Linked DNA regions of Mus musculus: regions 1, 2 and 3 are each linked to region 4. Evidence: chromatin contacts called from public Hi-C and HiChIP or PLAC-seq data. All regions are on one chromosome and are shown on one strand. Each heading gives the region's core, a stretch centred on a gene start, on an enhancer-like site or on the middle of the called end of the contact. The rest is flanking DNA. Distances are from core to core; before and after follow the strand shown. Region 1 overlaps Elovl5 (ELOVL family member 5, elongation of long chain fatty acids (yeast)). Region 2 has its middle 22 kb from the start of Gcm1. Region 3 overlaps Gm39375 (a long non-coding RNA gene). Region 4 overlaps Gm34654 (a long non-coding RNA gene).

Region 1 (3,912 bases), core at 1,413-3,912, 140 kb after region 4:
GGCTGGCCATTGTTGGAAGAGCATGGCAGAGTAGAACCGTGCTTCTGGATGCAGGCAGAGTGTATAAGGACAGAGACAGGATAAGATATTCCCTTCAAAGGGAAGCCGTGTTGATCTGTCCTCTCCCGCCAGGCCCCGCCTTCTACGGTTTTCAATGTCTCAGTAGTCCAGTCAAGGATGAACAAGTGACAGATTCACCCATTAGTGCTGTCAGGGATCTCATGGTCCCTTCCCCCAAAGCCCTAACTAGGCAGCTGCTTGTAAACTGCTTCTTATCAGAACAGAGGACTCTCAGGTTCACTCATTTTTAAGATACAGGAAAAAAAAAACGAAAAAAAAACAACACCAAAAGAGCTTCATCAGTGGGTGAAAGATGAAAGGTGTTTGATACCATCTGCCGTAAGAATAAGGGTGTGGGGCGTCTAACCTGGTACAGCCTCTCTGCCTCTGTGGCAGGTAAAATGCGCGGTCTTTAAACTGTCATCCTACAGTGTCATCCTACAGTGATACTTGATCATTTTGCAAAGATACATGAAGAATGCCCTTCTGAGAATTGTTAAGATCAGGCATCAGGTAGTTGCCCATGGAGAAGGAGCAGGTTAGACTAGAGGGTACTCTGTTGAAAGAACAGGTTACATTGGCAGTGCTGGCTCAGACCTGTCATCCTAGCACCCAGGAAGCGGAAGCAGGAAAACCATGGGTTTGAGAGTAGCACAAATCATGTAACAAGTTCCAGGCCATTCCGAGCTATACTGTGAGAGACAGAAAAAGAACAATGAAATGCCTTTGCATCTGCCTGTGTTGAAACGGTGCCTTCATACTTGGTTATAAAGAGTCAGAAAATTCAGCCTTTAGTTGTCTGAAGTAATAAAAGTGATAAGTGCTCTACTTTGCAAGGTAGAGGAGCCCATTGCAAGGGCACTGTGGCCGTAACCAAGAACCCTGTTCTTTGTATTTTTCCACTTTGCCATTCTCATCCGTCCTCAAGATGACCACCTTCATGATTCCAGTAGCTCAGGCTGTTCACCCACCACAGGAAGAAGATGGTTGTTCATTGCATAAGCTGGAGAAAAAAGAAAGCTTAGTGGTCACAATTACCCCAACATTCCATTTCTGCACGAGAAACCACACAGAGCAGTGATCCGCCATGGTTACCTGGATCCTTAGGAACGCTTGCCCTGGGGCTAGGGTTGTGACCAGCTGCTATGGGTGCTCTTGGAAATACACAATACAAAAGAATAAGGTGCTGAGCTGAACCTTTAAGTAAAGGATATGGAAATTTTATAGGTAAATACTTAGCTTCGCTAGCTGGTAAGTGAAAACGTTACTTTCTCAGCATATACTGCTAAGGCCCAGAGCTGAGATCAAAAGGTGTTAGGGGCCCCTTCCTTGTGGTCTCTGGGGCCAGCCACTTCCCTGAAGGACCAACATTGCCATCCGCCACTACTGTATCATAACTGGTGGCGTGGGGAGTAGAGGCAGCAGCTCTGACTGAAACAAGTGAAAGCAAGGTGCGGCGGACTGGCTGGACGGGGTCAAGTGTCTGCATAGAAGGAAGACTGGCATGTAGTTCCCCAAAGGGAGCGTGTTCCTCTTCCCTGCGAGGCCAGGGGAGGAGATGAGGGCGAGAGCGAGGCCGTCCAGTAGAGCAGTGGCTGGAGGCTGCTTCTAGCATGCGCTTGGGTTTCTTCCCTTTCTTTGTCCTGCCTAGGAGACGGGGTAAGAGTGGGGTGTCCTCTGAGTCAGGGTGGGTCTCTACCCTAAAAACATGAGCTCAGGGGTTCTCAGCCTGTGGGTCAGGACCCTTTGGGACCAAATGACTTTTTCACAGGGGTCATATATTAGATATCCTGCATTATCAGATACTTACAATTCATAACAATAGCAAAATTACAGATATGAAGTAGCAATGAAAATTATTTTATGGTAGGGGGTCACCACAACATGAGGAATTGTATTAAAAGGTCGAAGCACTGGGAAGGTTGAGGACCACTGCCTTGCATAGTCCCGAGTCTGATCATGGCCGAGCCAATAGTGGTCCATTCTTTTTACTCACTGGCCTCTATTGCTGGCTCCCCAGTCAGACCCAGTGTCCCTCACCTGGCTGAAGGGCACACTGCTTGTGCCTGCACGTGCCGGGCACTCACTGAGCTGGAAGGCTTTTGAATGCAAACTACCATCTCTTAAGTTTTCCAATTCCACATTAATTCAGTAAGCATAATAAACTTAGTGGGTAGTTTGACTTTCTATTTTCTTTCAGATTCTTTGAAAGCATGTTTATATTATTTTACTTAGCGTAAACACAAGTAATAAATTATTCTAAACCTGTATCAAAAGAGCTTTGCTTTATTTGATGTATATTTGTATGTGGTTTGCTTTTATTGTATTGCCCAGACTAAAGGCAACATGAGTGTCAGGTGGCTTTGGAAGTGGTCTCCCTTATGTGTTGACGACTAAATGTTTTCCTTCTGTTGGTTTTCAGATACAAGAGTCAAAGGATGGTTCCTCCTGGACAATTACATCCCTACGTTTGTCTGTTCTGTTATTTACTTACTCATTGTATGGCTGGGACCAAAATACATGAAGAACCGGCAGCCGTTCTCTTGCCGAGGCATCCTGCAGTTGTATAACCTTGGACTCACCCTGCTGTCTCTCTACATGTTCTATGAGGTAGGTCAGTGGCTCTAGGGCTTCCTTCCACGGAGCTGTGCTGCTGTGGCCGCCTGAGGTGTGTCCCTACGTGAAGAAAGGCATCTGTTTCACTCGGGAGAAAGAGGGACAGCGAGTCCGTTAATGCATTTTAAGTAGGTTTTGAAGTGGATCTTTATAAACCAGATGTCTGTACAGATGTCCCCTGGAATACCTCAAAGGAGAAGCTTTGGTTGCTGAGTTTTTGTCGCTCGTGTTTTGTGTGGCACACTGAGAACTAAGCTAAATAGCTTCAAAAACATTCTTATTCGCGTAACAGATAGGCTGGAAAACAAAGGAAGGTTGAAGAGCGGATCTGGGTACATTTTATTATTAATAAATGCTTGCTTCTCGTGTGGAGGAGGAAGTGGGTGGGACAGTGGGAAATTCTGTGGCAATTCAGCTTTTGTTTTGATCTGGTAACTTGTCAGATCTCACAAGTTCTGTTTTTAAAGTGTCGCTGTCCATATTCATTGCGCATGGCACTCTTGTGTGGGACACTGTGTTGTGTATAAGCTGATTTTAGAAGCTAGGTCACGTGAGTGGTAAGATCCTCATTTGGAATCTTAGATGGGTGTGTGTGAGTTTGGGCCCAGTCATTCTTTCACGTGGCTAGAATGTTTTGGCTAAAAGGCAAATAATCAGAGTCAACACTTCAGTTCTCCTCCCTATTTTGCAAGGGATAATGATACAGTCCGTAAAGCCAGGAAGACAGGGAATGTTGTCCCTCATTGGTCAGCATGGTTCATCTGTGTCTCTTGGAAGGACTCTATTTTCCAGGCTCACATTAGCCTTTTGCTAAATCCCCTCCATACAGAGAATTCCGATCTACCCACAAAATGGACGTATTCCGATATTCTTAGGTGTTCCGGCAGCTTCAGTTCTCCGGGGAGGTGGTAGAGAAAAGAATAGGGGAGGGGAGGAGGGGCCTGTCGTGGTGGCTTCCAGGCTCATACTGCTCAGGGATGGGAGCTAGTAGAAATTGCCATGACCACTGGAGGATCCCCTCCAGCAGAAGGATGTGCTCGTCCGGTCCTGCCCGTACCCTCTCCCTGGGTAGAGATGCTCGCCTGTGAGAACAGCTCTGCCATCGCTTTTATGTTTAACTCTTAGAGAAGTGCTTACAACCAGTTTGGTTTCCTATTTTTTTATTTTTCTTTTTTGTTTTCTGTTTTGTTGTTGTTTTGTTTTGTTTTTCTTTTCTTTTCTTTCTTTTTTTTTTTT
Region 2 (3,845 bases), core at 238-2,737, 250 kb after region 4:
ATGGACTGTGGCTGTGGTAAGAGTATACTTAGTAATAGTGCCTCAAAGACATCCCTGTCATAATTTCCGCAATGCTGACGTGATCTTCTTTGGATCCAGACCCACTAAATAGACCTGCCTCAGTTTTATGAGTGTCCTGGTTAGCTTTGACTGTCAACTTCGCATTACCTGGGAGGGAATCTCACTTGAGGATGGTCTGAGTGTGTGTCTGTGAAGGTTGGTCTTGATTGTCAATTGATGTAGGAGGTCTCAGCCCACTGTGAGCAGTACCATTCCCCAGACAGGTCATCCTGCCTGGGTTGCGTAAGAAACCTAGTTAAGCATGTGAGGGAGCCACAGGGACCCTTCCTCCATGGTTTCTGATGTACTGCCTTGGCTGTGAGTTCCCCAGTCAGAGGTAATGTACCCTAGGATAGCAATCAGTCTTGCTATTGGGTTCGGCCTTTGATTTCTGGCCCTGACTTCTCCCAGAGATGGACTGTGACCTGAAAGTGACAGATGAGACAGATGCTCTCCTCCTTTTAGTTGCCCTCAGTCAGCGTTTTATCCCAGCGACAGAATGTAGCCAGAACCGTGAGGAGCTTGCGTATTGCTCTCTCTTGTGCTGTACTTACTTGCAGTCAGCAGTTCATCTTGAGTTCCTTTCCCCCATCTCCTTTTGCATTTAATGATGGGATTAGTTGATTTTAAACAGTGTCTCACTAGAGAGCCCAGGCTGGCCTCAAACTTGTGAACCTCCTATCTCAGCCTCCTAAACTGAGGATTACAGATAAATGTCCCCATGACGGACTCTGAAGACAGCCTTTCAAACTGATGCGAGGTGGTATCTCACTGCACTTCTGCGATGCATATTCATAGTGAGAAAATTCATATATTTTAGGCCATTTCTATTTCTTCTTTTGTTACAGGGTTGGTTTGCTTGTTTTTAAATGCGCATTGGTGTTTTACACACGAGTATGTCTGTGTGAGGGTGTCAGATGCTCTGGAAGTGGACTTACAGAGAGTTGTGAGCTGCCTTGTGGGCCTTGGGAATTGAACTGAGCCCTCTGGGAGAGCAGACAGCTCTTAACCACTGAGCCATCTCTCCAGCCCCTTGATTTCCTCTTTTTTTTTTTTTTTGGTTTGGTTTTTTTTTTTTTTTTGTTATTGTTGTTGTTTTTCAAGACAGGGTTTCTCTGTGCAGTCCTGGAACTCACTTTGTAGACCAGGCTGGCCTCAAACTCAGAAATCCACCTGCCTCTGCTTCCCAAGTGCTAGGATTAAAGGCGTAGGCCACCACCACCCAGCTGATTTCCTCTTTTAAACATTATAGATCACTTGCTTATTTTTAACATTTTTTTTGAGTGCTGTGCATTTTCTGTATATTAACTCCCTGTCAAACGAATAGCCTGCAACCATTTCCTCCTGGTGTGAAGATCACACCATCACTCCTGTTTTCTGGGCCATTCAGAGCTTTTTGGTTTCATTTAATACTGTCATTTTTACGCTTCTGTTTCCTGGGCTTTTGCGGGTTTCACCCAGGAAGTCACTGAACGTAGGACTATCTTGAAGAATCTCCCCCAGCACTTCCTTCTAGAAATTTCAGAGTTTGAATCCTTACTTTTAGGCTTAAATTTTGCAAGGATGAGAGGCAAGGGTTAGGTTTTTGTCTTCTGCGGGTGTGTGTCCAATTTTCTCAGCTCTGTTTGCAGAAGGGGCTGAGTGCAGGCAGTGGTCGGCTTTGTGATGAATCAGCTGTGGAGGCTTGTTTCCAGGATCAACAGGCTGTTCAACCGCGCGCGCGCGCACACACACACACACACACACACACACACCACAAAGATATGTATGTAACAATAATAGTCAAAGAGAAAGAGGCTACCAAATGGAGAGTAAAGGCGCAGTGGAGGGAGGTGTTGAAGAGAGGAAAGGGAAATGGAAAGTGATTTAATTATTTTTCATTTTAGAAACATAATTTAAGGACTGGAGAGATGGCTCAGCGGTTAAGAGCACTGACTGCTCTTCCGAAGGTCCTGAGTTCAAATCCCAGAAACCACATGGTGGCTCACAACCATCCGTAATGAGATCTGACACCCTCTTCTGGTGTGTCTAAAGACAGCTACAGTGTACTTACATATAATAAATAAATAAATAAATCTTTAAAAAAAAACCTATAATTTAAAAGGTATACCTAATTAGGTCTTAACAAAGGCCTGTGGATAAATCTTTTTTAATGTTTTATTGATTATTTGTGAATTTCACATCATGAACCCCAATCCTACTCATTTTCCTGTCCCATCATCACGTCTGCCTTCTGCCCTTGTAACCTCCCCCACAAAAGAAAAAAAAATCTTGTGGAAGCTGTAGTGTGTCACAGTATGTCACACGGTATTCCCTTTTGTCCACACATCTTTACTTGCAAATGTTCATTGCAATGAGTCATTGGTCTGTTTCGAGGCCCCTGGCTTCTAGTATGCTATATCAATACTGGATTCCCACCTGGACTCTTCTGATATTCTGCTGTTGTTTCCAATTCTGTCTCTCTTCACAGCACATAAACTACTCAGCTCTTTTTCCTCGTCTTCTGTTTCTCCACCTCCTATTCGCTCTTCCTTCTGTTCCACCACTCCACCATCTACTTAATCTCTTCCTACTGTGCCTGGCACAATTTCACTTCTGACTCTAATTAATCAAACAATTAAGATCTACTGTGATAAGCTTCTGAATGGGAAAGAATAGGTTAGTACAAGCAGGTTTTCATTAGGCTTCATTAGGGAGGAAAGTCTGGGCCCTTCTTATTTATTTATTTATTTATTTATTTATTTATTTATTATTCTGAAGTAAAGTCTGTCATAGAGATCTGGGCAATTTTCTACACTTACTGAAGATGTCACTTCCTTTAAGAACCAACAAGACTGACTTTTAATTCCTTGGAGATTATTGTTGTTGTTGCTATCATTATATTATTATTATTATTAATCATTATCACCCTCCCAGAATCCCTGCTCTCCTGTGTCCGCCACCACAGGCGTGGTCAGTTACAGATCATGCCTCTGGTTTTTCATGGTAATGCCAGCTTTGCAAAATACATTTGGAGGTGTTCCTTCTTTTTCTATTTTATGGATAGGTGTGAGGAGGGTCAGGGTTAATTCTTCTTCGAGGATTATAGTGAATCCACCTAGACTTGGATTTATTTTGCTTCAATTTTGATGTTTGTTTAATTTTTTTTTTATCTCATCCTGGTTTAACTTTAGTAGATTATATGCACCGAGAAAGTCACCAATCTCCTGGCTTAGTGGACGATAAGTTTTAAGGTATATCCTCCTCATGATTATATGAACTTCATTTTTATTGTTGTAATTCCTATCTTTTAAAGTCTAAATTTATTTATTTGGATCTTCTCTCTTTTGATCAGTTTGGCTGAGATTTGTTTGTTTGTTTTTTTTAAACATTTTTCTATTTATTTCATGCATGTGAGTATACTGTAGCCATCTTTGGACACGCCAGAAGAGTGCCTTGGATCCCATTACAGATGGTTGTGAGCTACCATGTGGTTGCTGGGGATTGAACTCAGGACCTCTGGAAGAGCAATCAGTGCTCTTAACCGCTGAGTCATCTCTCCAGCCCTGGTTTGGCTGAGTTTTATCAGTCTTGTTTATCGCTCCATGAACCAATTTTATTTCATTGGCTTTGTGGTTGTCTTATTGTTTCTATTTCTTCATTTCTTCCCTGTCTTAGTTATTCTTGCACCTGATGCTTTTGAGTTTGACCTGCTCATGTTTTTCCAAGGCCCCAAGGTCAGGCATCTTTTGATGTAAAACGATGGATGTTGGGTCAACAAAGACTTTCCACTGAGATTTTTCCTT
Region 3 (4,369 bases), core at 1,193-3,692, 200 kb after region 4:
CTTGACTTTTGATGATAACATGGACTACAGACATCAAGATGGCCTCCTACAGGAACACAGACCACGGGCATCCACATAGTTCTCTGAACTTGATCATGGCCTTTGGTGGCAGCACAGGTCATGGGCATCAATGTGGGCTCTCATGGAAGGTAGCATGTAGGGGTGGTCTAAGGTGCTAGATTTAGACTTATCTTTTCAAAGCATAGGCAACTTCTCTCTCCAAAGTGCCCTAAATATTTAATCTTTTGGGTAGGTTGACAGTGGCAGCTCCTGCAGGCCAGGCCTTCTCTCTGACAGGCCCAGAGAAAGGACACTTCAGCTTCAACAGCTAGATTCCCTCAATGGTGTCTCAGTCTCCTCCCCAAACGTAGCTCTTGTGCAGGCTTGAAAAACAAGCTTAAAATACTTCTGTGTCTTAATGTTTCCTTCTCTGGGAGCTCATAGCTCCTCTGCTGTTCCAGCCACAGGAAAGAAACCTTATTTAAAGTGTTCTATGCCAGGTTGGAGAGATAGTTCAGCATTTAAAAGCACTGACTGCTCTTGCAAGAAGACCCAGATTTGATTCCCAGAAGTCACATGGTGGCTCACAACTGTTTAAAACTTCAGTTCCAGAGAATTCAGTGACTCCTCGGACATATAAGTGGTACACAGACATACATGCAGGCAAAAACTCTTTATTATTTATTTTACAAATAAAATTAAAATAAACAAACTCTTCTACTCTGGCAAGATGAGGTCATTTGTCAGCAACTTAGGTCTGCGTAGACTCTTCTGCAGGCTGGGTCACCTTTTCCACAAGTCCTTCAGGCCTATCTCTCTCCCCATAGCTGCTCAGCTGCTGAAATCCACAGCCTTGTCTGGGGGCTTCTTTGGTCTCCAGGTCTAAGCCAGTGACCTCACATTTTCAGAGAGGAGCAGTCTGATCCTCGAGTGTGGCAGAAATCTCTCAGGCTTTTCTTGCCAAAGAGATAAGCTTGTGGTTTCTTCCTTATACAGGGAATTTCGTTCCGCCTCAGTGCAATTGCTCCCAGCTGCAGGCTCTGCCTTCTCTCCTGCTCTCCACACCCCAACCCGACCACCCCACAGCTCAGGCAAACAGTCCGAAGGAAGAAAAGCCTCCTCTGGCATCCCACTCCCCATGCGGGAATGAATGCCTCTGTTGGGCCAGTCAGTTACCATGACAGCAGGTTGTTGTAAGGTCAGGCTGACCCTCGTTCTTTGTCCTCTATATCACGGGTCTTGTTTTTCCACCTATTAAAACAGAACATGAGGCTCTTGCCACGTGTGGCTGACCAGCCTGGGATTTCCACCCTCCCGAACTATGTGTTAAATAAGCCTCTTGGCCCATAAACTCCAGAGTTTCTTGTATTCTATCCTAACGAGAATAACCAGTCACTTCCCTGTCAGCAGCCTCCATGGATCTTAGGTAACATCCAAACCTTTAGCAAGCTCTGGACTCTACCTTCCTGGCCTAGACCATCGGTGGCGGATGGATGCGCTTTCCATGAACACACACACTAGAACCTCCTTAGGTATTGTGAGCTGTGAAGACAGACCGTGAAGGAAAGTGGCTTGCTGGAGGTGGGGGTGCTTGGCTTCTGTGGTGGGGGAGTCTTCTCCCGCTGATATTTGGCTGAGACTCAAGCATGAAGGGAAAATTAAGAGCCAATCTCCCATGTTCCAGCTGCAGTGGCCTCTTTCTGTCTCTCAAACTCTTTGGCTTTGTGCTTCTGCCTCCTCGACCCTCCTGGCTGGCCCATTAAGATCCAGAGATATCATCTGTTACAGTGTCCGGAGGACCTGTGACAGCTCACTGAATCGACTTGCAGGCTGACTCTAAGTTATTTTGCTGTCTAAAGGTCTGGGGCTCCTGTCTGCCGACCACTCTCCTCCAGGGGTAGGCTCTAAGGCCTCAGTGGATGCTTGAAGCTGAGGTGGACACCAGACCCAGACAGAGGCACCGTGATGCTGTGGCGGTGCTGCCAGCTGACTGATGGGCACAGAGTGTACACAGCCGGGTGTACAGGAAGCAGGAGTGATTCATACCCCATGCAGGGCAGGGCAGGACACAGATTTCATCATACTGCTCAGAATAAAATGTAGTTTCCAGCACAGGCATCGGTTATGCTCAGAACTTTCCACTGAACAATTTCAGAGCATATTTAAGCAGGGAACTGAAACCACAGATAAGGTTGAGGACCGCTCTGATGTAATAAGGTTTACATTTGGCTAATGGGGTGGGGTGGGAGACAAAGTCCAGTCTGTAGGATCAAGAATGCTTTTATTTCTCTTTACAACTTTATGTTCGACCTGGTGTGATTAGCTTTTCTGCCCTAGGGCTGTTCTGAAAACTTCTGACAGCTCCTTGCCCCCTCTACCCCCACCACATCACTGGATATCCTGATGAGTCCCCAGTGTGCCAGATCAGAGATGGTCCAGGTCAGGGCATCTGGAAATGAAAGTGACCCTTTCAGGAGTTTACGCCAGCCAGCCATGGCTATGACATTCAAAGGATAGTTGACTTATTAACTTGGACCTTAGGTAATCTTTCTTTTTTTTTTAAGATTTATTTATTATTATATGTAAATACACTGTAGCTGTCTTCAGACACACCAGAAGAGGGAGTCAGATCTTGTTACGGATGGTTGTGAGCCACCATGTGGTTGCTGGGATTTGAACTCTGGACCTTCGGAAGACCAATCGGGTACTCTTACCCACTGAGCCATCTCTCCAGCCCTTAGCTAATCTTTCTATTACAGCTTCTCCTAATTGCCCAAACCATCACTCGCCAATGTTGTTCCCTCCCACGATAAATCACGTCCAGATTACCTGCTCAGTAAGGGTTTTCTGTTCTTTTCAACTTCCCCTCCTCATTCTAGGTTGCGGTTACACACCCTGGAACGTATGTGCACGTTAGGAGCCGATGTCCACCTTACCCCTTGAGGACTGTCACGGGTGTTTAGACCATCCAGAGCACCACTCACTGTTATCAAAACATTTTTTTAAAAATCCCATTAACATTAAAAACTTTTATTCATGTGTAGGTATACATATAAAGGTCAAAAGACAATTTGCACTAGTTGACTCCTTCCTTCCACGTGTAGGACTCGGGGAATCAAACTCAGAGTGGCAGCCTTGGTAGCAAGCACCGCTGTCAGCAAGCCATCTCACCATGTTTCCCACCGCGACAGGCTGTTTTTCATTCACAAGTTCTCTGTGTTAACATGTTTCCATTTACCAAGGCCATAGACATTAGCTGCACATGATTGGGAGATAATTGAAATGTGGTTCAGACAACTAATGAATGCATTGTTAGTGGGTTTTTTTTTTTTTTGAAAATTCTTCAGAAAAGACAGCAAATGAGATAATTTATTTGACTACAAGGGAGATCAGAAGCGGTAAGGCCACCATAGGTCTGGGGTAGAGGCTAACGGGGACTGTTTTGGTTGTGAGCAAGGTGGCCTCTTGGGGTGCTTTCTATGATAAGATGGTGGTCAGGTTCAGAGCCAGTGACGCAACTCACTAACTAATTTAAGACTCGGACCTGTGCCTCAGCCTCCGGCCCCCTCACCTCTGCTCCCGCAGCTTCTGTGGGTGCACAAGCTGTGTTACCCAGACCCCTGCCTCCTTTTTCTTCCTTGTCCTTCAGCCCACTCACTCACTCCCTCCTCTGCACTCTCAGGAGGCAGGAGTTTCAAACATGGTGACAAGGCCTGCAGGCAAAAGCATTGTGTTAGCGATTACACTACTCAGAAAGCTTGACTTGAGCTTATGATATTAAAAATCCATCTCAGCCGGGCGTGGTGGCACACGTCTTTAATCCCAGCACTTGGGAGGCAGAGGCAGGCGGATATCTGAGTTCAAGGCCAGCCTGGTCTACAGAGTGAGTTCCAGGACAGCCAGGGCTATACAGAGAAACCCTGTCTCAAAAAACCAAAAACCAAAAACCAAAACAAAAATCCATCTCATTTCTCTTGTATTAGTGAGGGTTTGTTTTTGGTTTTTGGTTTTTAGATAGAGTTTTGCTATGTAGTCCAGGCTGGCATCGAAACCACAATTCTTCTGCCTCCCCAGTGCTGAGATTACAGTCATGTGACACTGTGCCTGGCTTTAGGGACATCTTTTTTAAAAAAGCAAAGCAAAAATGTATGGGTTTCCTGATGACATCATTATGCACACCATGACATCATTATGCACATATGTCCTTACTTTGCTCTTAGTTGACTTACTATCTGCACCCCTTCAGCTTCCTTCTTTCTCCAAAATTGCCGTGTGTGTGTGTGTGTGTGTGTGTGTGTGTGTCCATTTTGTATGTGTGTTTGTGTAAGGGAAAGTGTGAATGTTTACATGAATGAATGTGTCATGTGTG
Region 4 (4,387 bases), core at 463-2,962:
AGGTCTGCTCCATTTTGAGTGAGCCACTCTTTAGCAAGGCCAGGTTAAACTTGACCCCAGACCACCCTAATCCAGAGGTCTGGGGAGTGAGGTAGTTGTGATTGTTAACCCTGTTGTTGCCATTTGTAACTGCTATGTAATTTTATATATAATAGACTGGTTTCTAAAGGAAGGCCTCAAGAGACCTTCGGATCCTAATTCATGAGTACTATGTCCCACTGAATAGTCACCGTGTTGGATGATGTGTGTGTGCTAAGCAAGGAGGTCTAATCATGGCTCTGGAGACCATGGAAGAAAGCTTCAAGAATTGGAAAATTCATGGCACATCCCATGTCACCTCAGAATCTAAAGCTGCACTCAGATCAGGTCAGAACGAGCTTCCCTCATGGACCAGAAAACCTGTGCACAAAGGTGTGTGTACAAAAAGAAGAGCTGTGTGGACATACAAAAATCTGAACTGAAATCTCATGCAAATGATATTTCTACACTTGCTGGCCTTTTCCCATATTTTCCTGCCTGAGAACGTCATCAAGTAGAAATAATAATAATTTTGTATAATAGCACACACATTTCTTTTCAAAATTGAACTGTTTCTAGTCTCTTAATTCTTCGTCTTCCTATAGCAAATAAGAATATCCTATTATAACCTGAACTATTAGTGATTCTTACTATATGTGGGATTCCCCTTCTTAATTGCACTTGAGGCCATGTAAGTCAATGAAGCCAGTGGGCACAGCAGTCTGAGCTAGCCAGTAAGCCCTACTTAAACAGACAGCACGTTTTTCTCAGCTTTCTTATGCTTCAGAGAGAGAGAGATCAAAAAATCTGGAAGTATTTTTAACCTATGGGCACTTTTTGAAAATTTTAATTTAATTAAACACTTTAATTAAAAAATAAAATAAAAATAAAAAATTTTAATTTAAAATAGATTTTTAAAATACAATATATTCTAACACAAATCCACACCCTTTCTTTCTCTGTCTTGTTAAACTACAAACAGACATCTAAAAATGTTATAATAATCATAATAAAATTAAATTAAATAAAACAAAAATGAACAAACTAGAATGAGATAGAACAAACAGAGGAAGAAAAAAAGGCAAAGGAAAAACTCAAGAAATGCGTGTAGTCATAGAGGCACACACATTTGCACACACAGAAATCCCACAAAAACACAAAACCAGAAACCATCCTGTAAATGCAAAGAGCCTGTCTGTAAAACAAAACAAACAACAACAATAACAACAAAAACCTGGCAAAGCATTAAGAGACTTTTAATGGCTGTTACCAGAGCTGGACTTCCTGTCCAGCAAGGAGACTAACTGGAAGTGTGGTTAGGAGAGGGTAGAATCATTACTCATCAGGAGAGAGCCGGTGCGGGAGTCTCAGGCCCTCAAGGCGGGCCCCACCCCCACCCCCAGCTGTGCACAGCCTCACAGCTGGAAAGTGCAGTTAGAGGATCCTGCTCCTCTGAGAACTGGCTGTTGGATCTTCCCTCTGTACAGACTGCTGGAGTCCTTTCAACATTTACTAGATGGTCTAACGGTCTACCACCCACAATAACTCTAAAATGTATATCTGAAAACCAACCACACGCTTTTACTGAAAGTTTCACATTGTTGGAAACAATCAAAACCATCTGTCTTACTAATAGATTGAAGTGACAGTGGCCAAGTTCCACCGAAGGCGGAGCCTAACAGTGCTAGGGCAGTCTATTAGCAAAGTGGTATTTGCATGCAAGGCTGAGGTAAGAGAAGAAGGAAGTCTCTAGGGGGATAACTTCCAGGTCAGAATACAAAATACTTTCCTGATTCATGATTTACATGAAATGATTTGAAAGGCATGAGTTGCTTCCCACCAAGTTGAAATTATGGTTGTCACAGAAACACTACGCTGTTAGATCTCACTACTAATAACACTGGAACATTTTGTTTTGAATATGTTTCTCTAGGGGAGAGGAAGTTCAGTTTAACACATGTATTCTTTGCTTTAGACAGAGTAAAAAAAAAATTGACATTCTTCCTCTGACTAAGCCGCTTGCTTTTGTTTCAAATCACAAACACATAAAAAACAAACAAACAAACAAACAAACAAACCCAAACAAACCAAAAACCCGATCAGTGAGAAACCGAGTCATAGGAAGTTAGTGGGAGTCTGAGCACACATCCCTAAGCTGTGGCCTGTCCCCCTCAGTTGTGACCTCTTACCAGCACATCCTTTGTAAGGAGACACTGGCATTCGGTGGAAACCAAAGCACCATCTCCTCTCGGTCTTTTTAGGGGCAGGCTTGTTGACACACATTCATAGCTGTGTGAGCCCTGGGGTGCTCTGGGGGAGGGGCAGGGCTGGGGAAACAGCTGCCCTGTTTATGAGACCTCAGAGTGGCCGGGTGACTGGGTAGCATAGAATCCCTATGGCCAATATTTTTAGATGGGCGTAGGAAATATCAAGAATACAAATTCAGGCAAAATAATAAATGATCTGAAGCAGGCTCAGACTCAGGAGAGCAGGAGCCAGGAGCAGTGAGGGGAATGGAGAAAGTCCAAGCAAGCAGGTGACAGACTTACAACAGGAAACCATGAGATTTCGGAAGGGTAATGCAGCCGCTAAATCTAAATAAATCGATTTTTACCTAAATGACTATTTTTGTGGTACTGTAAGTCAAACCTATAATGTATTTCTCTAAATACGTCTGGAGAACTCAAGGTAACATTAGGTTTTATAATGAACTTTATTAAACACAGCATCACAAGTATGGTATAAGAAAAACACTGATAAACTGGATTATTTTGATGGGTGGTGGTGATGGTGGTGGCAGTGTGTGTTTGTGTGTGACAAAAGCATGTGTGGAATCAGAAAACAACTTGTGGAATTTGGTTCTCACCTCCCATCTTCTCTAAGCAAGGTCTGTTTGTGCTGTTGTATGTTGTCCAAGCTAGTGTTCCTGCCACCCGTCTGGAGTGCTGGAACTGCAGAGATGTGTCATCGATTTGGCTGTTGTTGTTGTTACTATTGTTGTTATTTTACTGTGTGTGTGTTCGTGTGTGTGTGTGTGTGTGTGTGTGTGTGTGTGTGTGTGTGTGTCCTCACCCACATGTGGGTGTCAGAGCCAGCTTATGGACATCAGTTCAGTTCTCTCCTTCCTTCCACCATGAGGGTTCCTGTGATCAAACTCAATTCAGTGGGTTTGCCTGGAAATTGAGCCATTCGGTCAGCCCAATAAACTAGATTTAAATTTTTAAAAAAGCTCTACAAGGCTCTGGTATGTATACACACACACATACACACACACTAATAATAATAATAATAATAATAATAATAATAATAATAATAATAATTTCTTTTTAATCTTCAAAAATAAATCCAGTGCTCTACATGGCTGGTAGGTGGTGGGGTCAGTACATAAACACTTGCCCACCATAACGTCTAGAGTTTGGTCCCCAGAATGCACATAGAAACCAGGCTGGTATGATAGCCACCAGGATTCCAGAGTTCTGAAGACAAAGACAGGGTGTCCTGGGCCAGCTTGCCAACGAGCCAAACACATAGCTCTTGGTTCACTATTAAACCCTCCCTCTACAAAGTCAAGTGAAGAACAGTTAAGGAAGACATCCGCCTCTGGCCTTCATGCCCATGACCTCACATGTGATCACATACACACACACCCCACACATGCTGTGTACATATACACACACTAGGAAAAAAGTACTCTACAAGCAATACTGCAGGACCAAGGGCAGATCATGGCAAAATGGGTACCTAATGAAGTGTATACACAACATCTTACAAACTGTGCAGTTCAGTGTCGAAAGAAAACAATTCAACCAAACCCTGGTTGGCACAAGCAGGTGGATCTCTGTGACTTTGAGGCCATCCTAGTCTACAAAGCAAGTTCTGGGCCAGCCAAGGCTACATAAAGAAACCCTGTCTTGAAAACAATAATAATAATTCAATTAAAAGATGGGCAGAAGATTGAACAGAAGCCTCAGCAAAGCTGCACTGACTGAAGGGCTCTGGGCATCTTAGGCACTAGAGAGTTACTCATTAGAATAACAGGGAGACACCACTCACCTGTCAGAGCAGTTAAAAGCCAAAACATTAACAACAAGCAGCACCAACAACAATGGCGAACAAGAAGAGCTCTGACTCACTGTCTGTGGGAAAGCACAAAACCATACAGGTTCTCCAGAAAACATCTTGGAAGTTTCTTACAAAGCAAACTTAATCTCCCCATATGATTCAACAACCACACTTCTTAGTATTTACTCAAACGAACTGAAAACTTATGTCTGCCCCCTCAAAACTGTACAAAAGTATTTACAGCAGTTTTACTGACAAAACTTGGCAACCGTGGAGCTGTCCTTCAGTCTGTGAGAGGACAGACTAT

What was found. Hi-C and Micro-C count contacts between places; a contact is called where the count stands out from the background. HiChIP or PLAC-seq counts read pairs in DNA pulled down with a chosen protein or histone mark.
Region 1: a Hi-C map of bone marrow-derived macrophages shows a contact between it and region 4, with 41 read pairs. The contact joins two enhancer-like sites. A contact is called at or near these places in 1 of 15 datasets of contacts at CTCF or cohesin (large pre-B cells), 3 of 484 Hi-C or Micro-C datasets (Sertoli cells, bone marrow-derived macrophages and peritoneal macrophages), 10 of 115 datasets of contacts at active chromatin or transcription factors (the 230-238 cell line, VIP interneurons, bone marrow-derived dendritic cells and 3 more) and 1 of 9 other capture datasets (embryonic stem cells).
Region 2: an H3K4me3 HiChIP or PLAC-seq map of bone marrow-derived macrophages shows a contact between it and region 4, with 3 times the contacts expected there. The contact joins two enhancer-like sites. A contact is called at or near these places in 8 of 484 Hi-C or Micro-C datasets (the HPC-7 cell line, bone marrow-derived dendritic cells, bone marrow-derived macrophages and 2 more), 4 of 115 datasets of contacts at active chromatin or transcription factors (bone marrow-derived macrophages, double positive thymocytes, embryonic fibroblasts and 1 more) and 2 of 9 other capture datasets (adipose tissue and liver).
Region 3: a contact with region 4 is called in an H3K27ac HiChIP or PLAC-seq map of embryonic fibroblasts, with 5 times the contacts expected there. The contact joins two enhancer-like sites. A contact is called at or near these places in 2 of 39 promoter capture datasets (embryonic stem cells and neural stem cells), 8 of 15 datasets of contacts at CTCF or cohesin (CD8 T cells, the G1E-ER4 cell line, the NIH/3T3 cell line and 3 more), 78 of 484 Hi-C or Micro-C datasets (the 4T1 cell line, 8-cell embryo, B cells and 36 more), 29 of 115 datasets of contacts at active chromatin or transcription factors (the 3134 cell line, CD4 T cells, CD8 T cells and 18 more) and 1 of 9 other capture datasets (pancreatic islet).

What each region holds. Positions count from the first base shown.
Region 1 is chr9:77,958,384-77,962,295 of GRCm38.p6, forward strand. Elovl5 (ELOVL family member 5, elongation of long chain fatty acids (yeast)) reads left to right here. Exons shown (of 8, transcript NM_134255.3): 3 at 2,483-2,670. Among named protein-coding and RNA genes, the nearest start is that of Gm34771, 8.2 kb to the right of the region's middle. Within about 2 kb of position 2,663, at least 23 of the 459 cell types and tissues checked have an H3K27ac peak or open chromatin away from gene starts, as enhancers often do. A contact at or near this core is called in bone marrow-derived macrophages, where this site is marked.
Region 2 is chr9:78,072,419-78,076,263 of GRCm38.p6, forward strand. No RefSeq gene overlaps it. Among named protein-coding and RNA genes, the nearest start is that of Gcm1, 22 kb to the left of the region's middle. Within about 2 kb of position 1,488, at least 27 of the 459 cell types and tissues checked have an H3K27ac peak or open chromatin away from gene starts, as enhancers often do. A contact at or near this core is called in bone marrow-derived macrophages, where this site is marked.
Region 3 is chr9:78,020,324-78,024,692 of GRCm38.p6, forward strand. Gm39375 (a long non-coding RNA gene) reads left to right here. Exons shown (of 4, transcript XR_870937.1): 4 at 1-380. Among named protein-coding and RNA genes, the nearest start is that of Gm23609, 8.4 kb to the left of the region's middle. Within about 2 kb of position 2,443, at least 175 of the 459 cell types and tissues checked have an H3K27ac peak or open chromatin away from gene starts, as enhancers often do. A contact at or near this core is called in the MC38 cell line, the NIH/3T3 cell line, bone marrow-derived macrophages and 7 more, where this site is marked.
Region 4 is chr9:77,824,104-77,828,490 of GRCm38.p6, forward strand. The region is part of intron 1 of Gm34654 (a long non-coding RNA gene); the gene reads right to left. Among named protein-coding and RNA genes, the nearest start is that of Gm34654, 26 kb to the right of the region's middle. Within about 2 kb of position 1,713, at least 162 of the 459 cell types and tissues checked have an H3K27ac peak or open chromatin away from gene starts, as enhancers often do. A contact at or near this core is called in the MC38 cell line, the NIH/3T3 cell line, bone marrow-derived macrophages and 7 more, where this site is marked.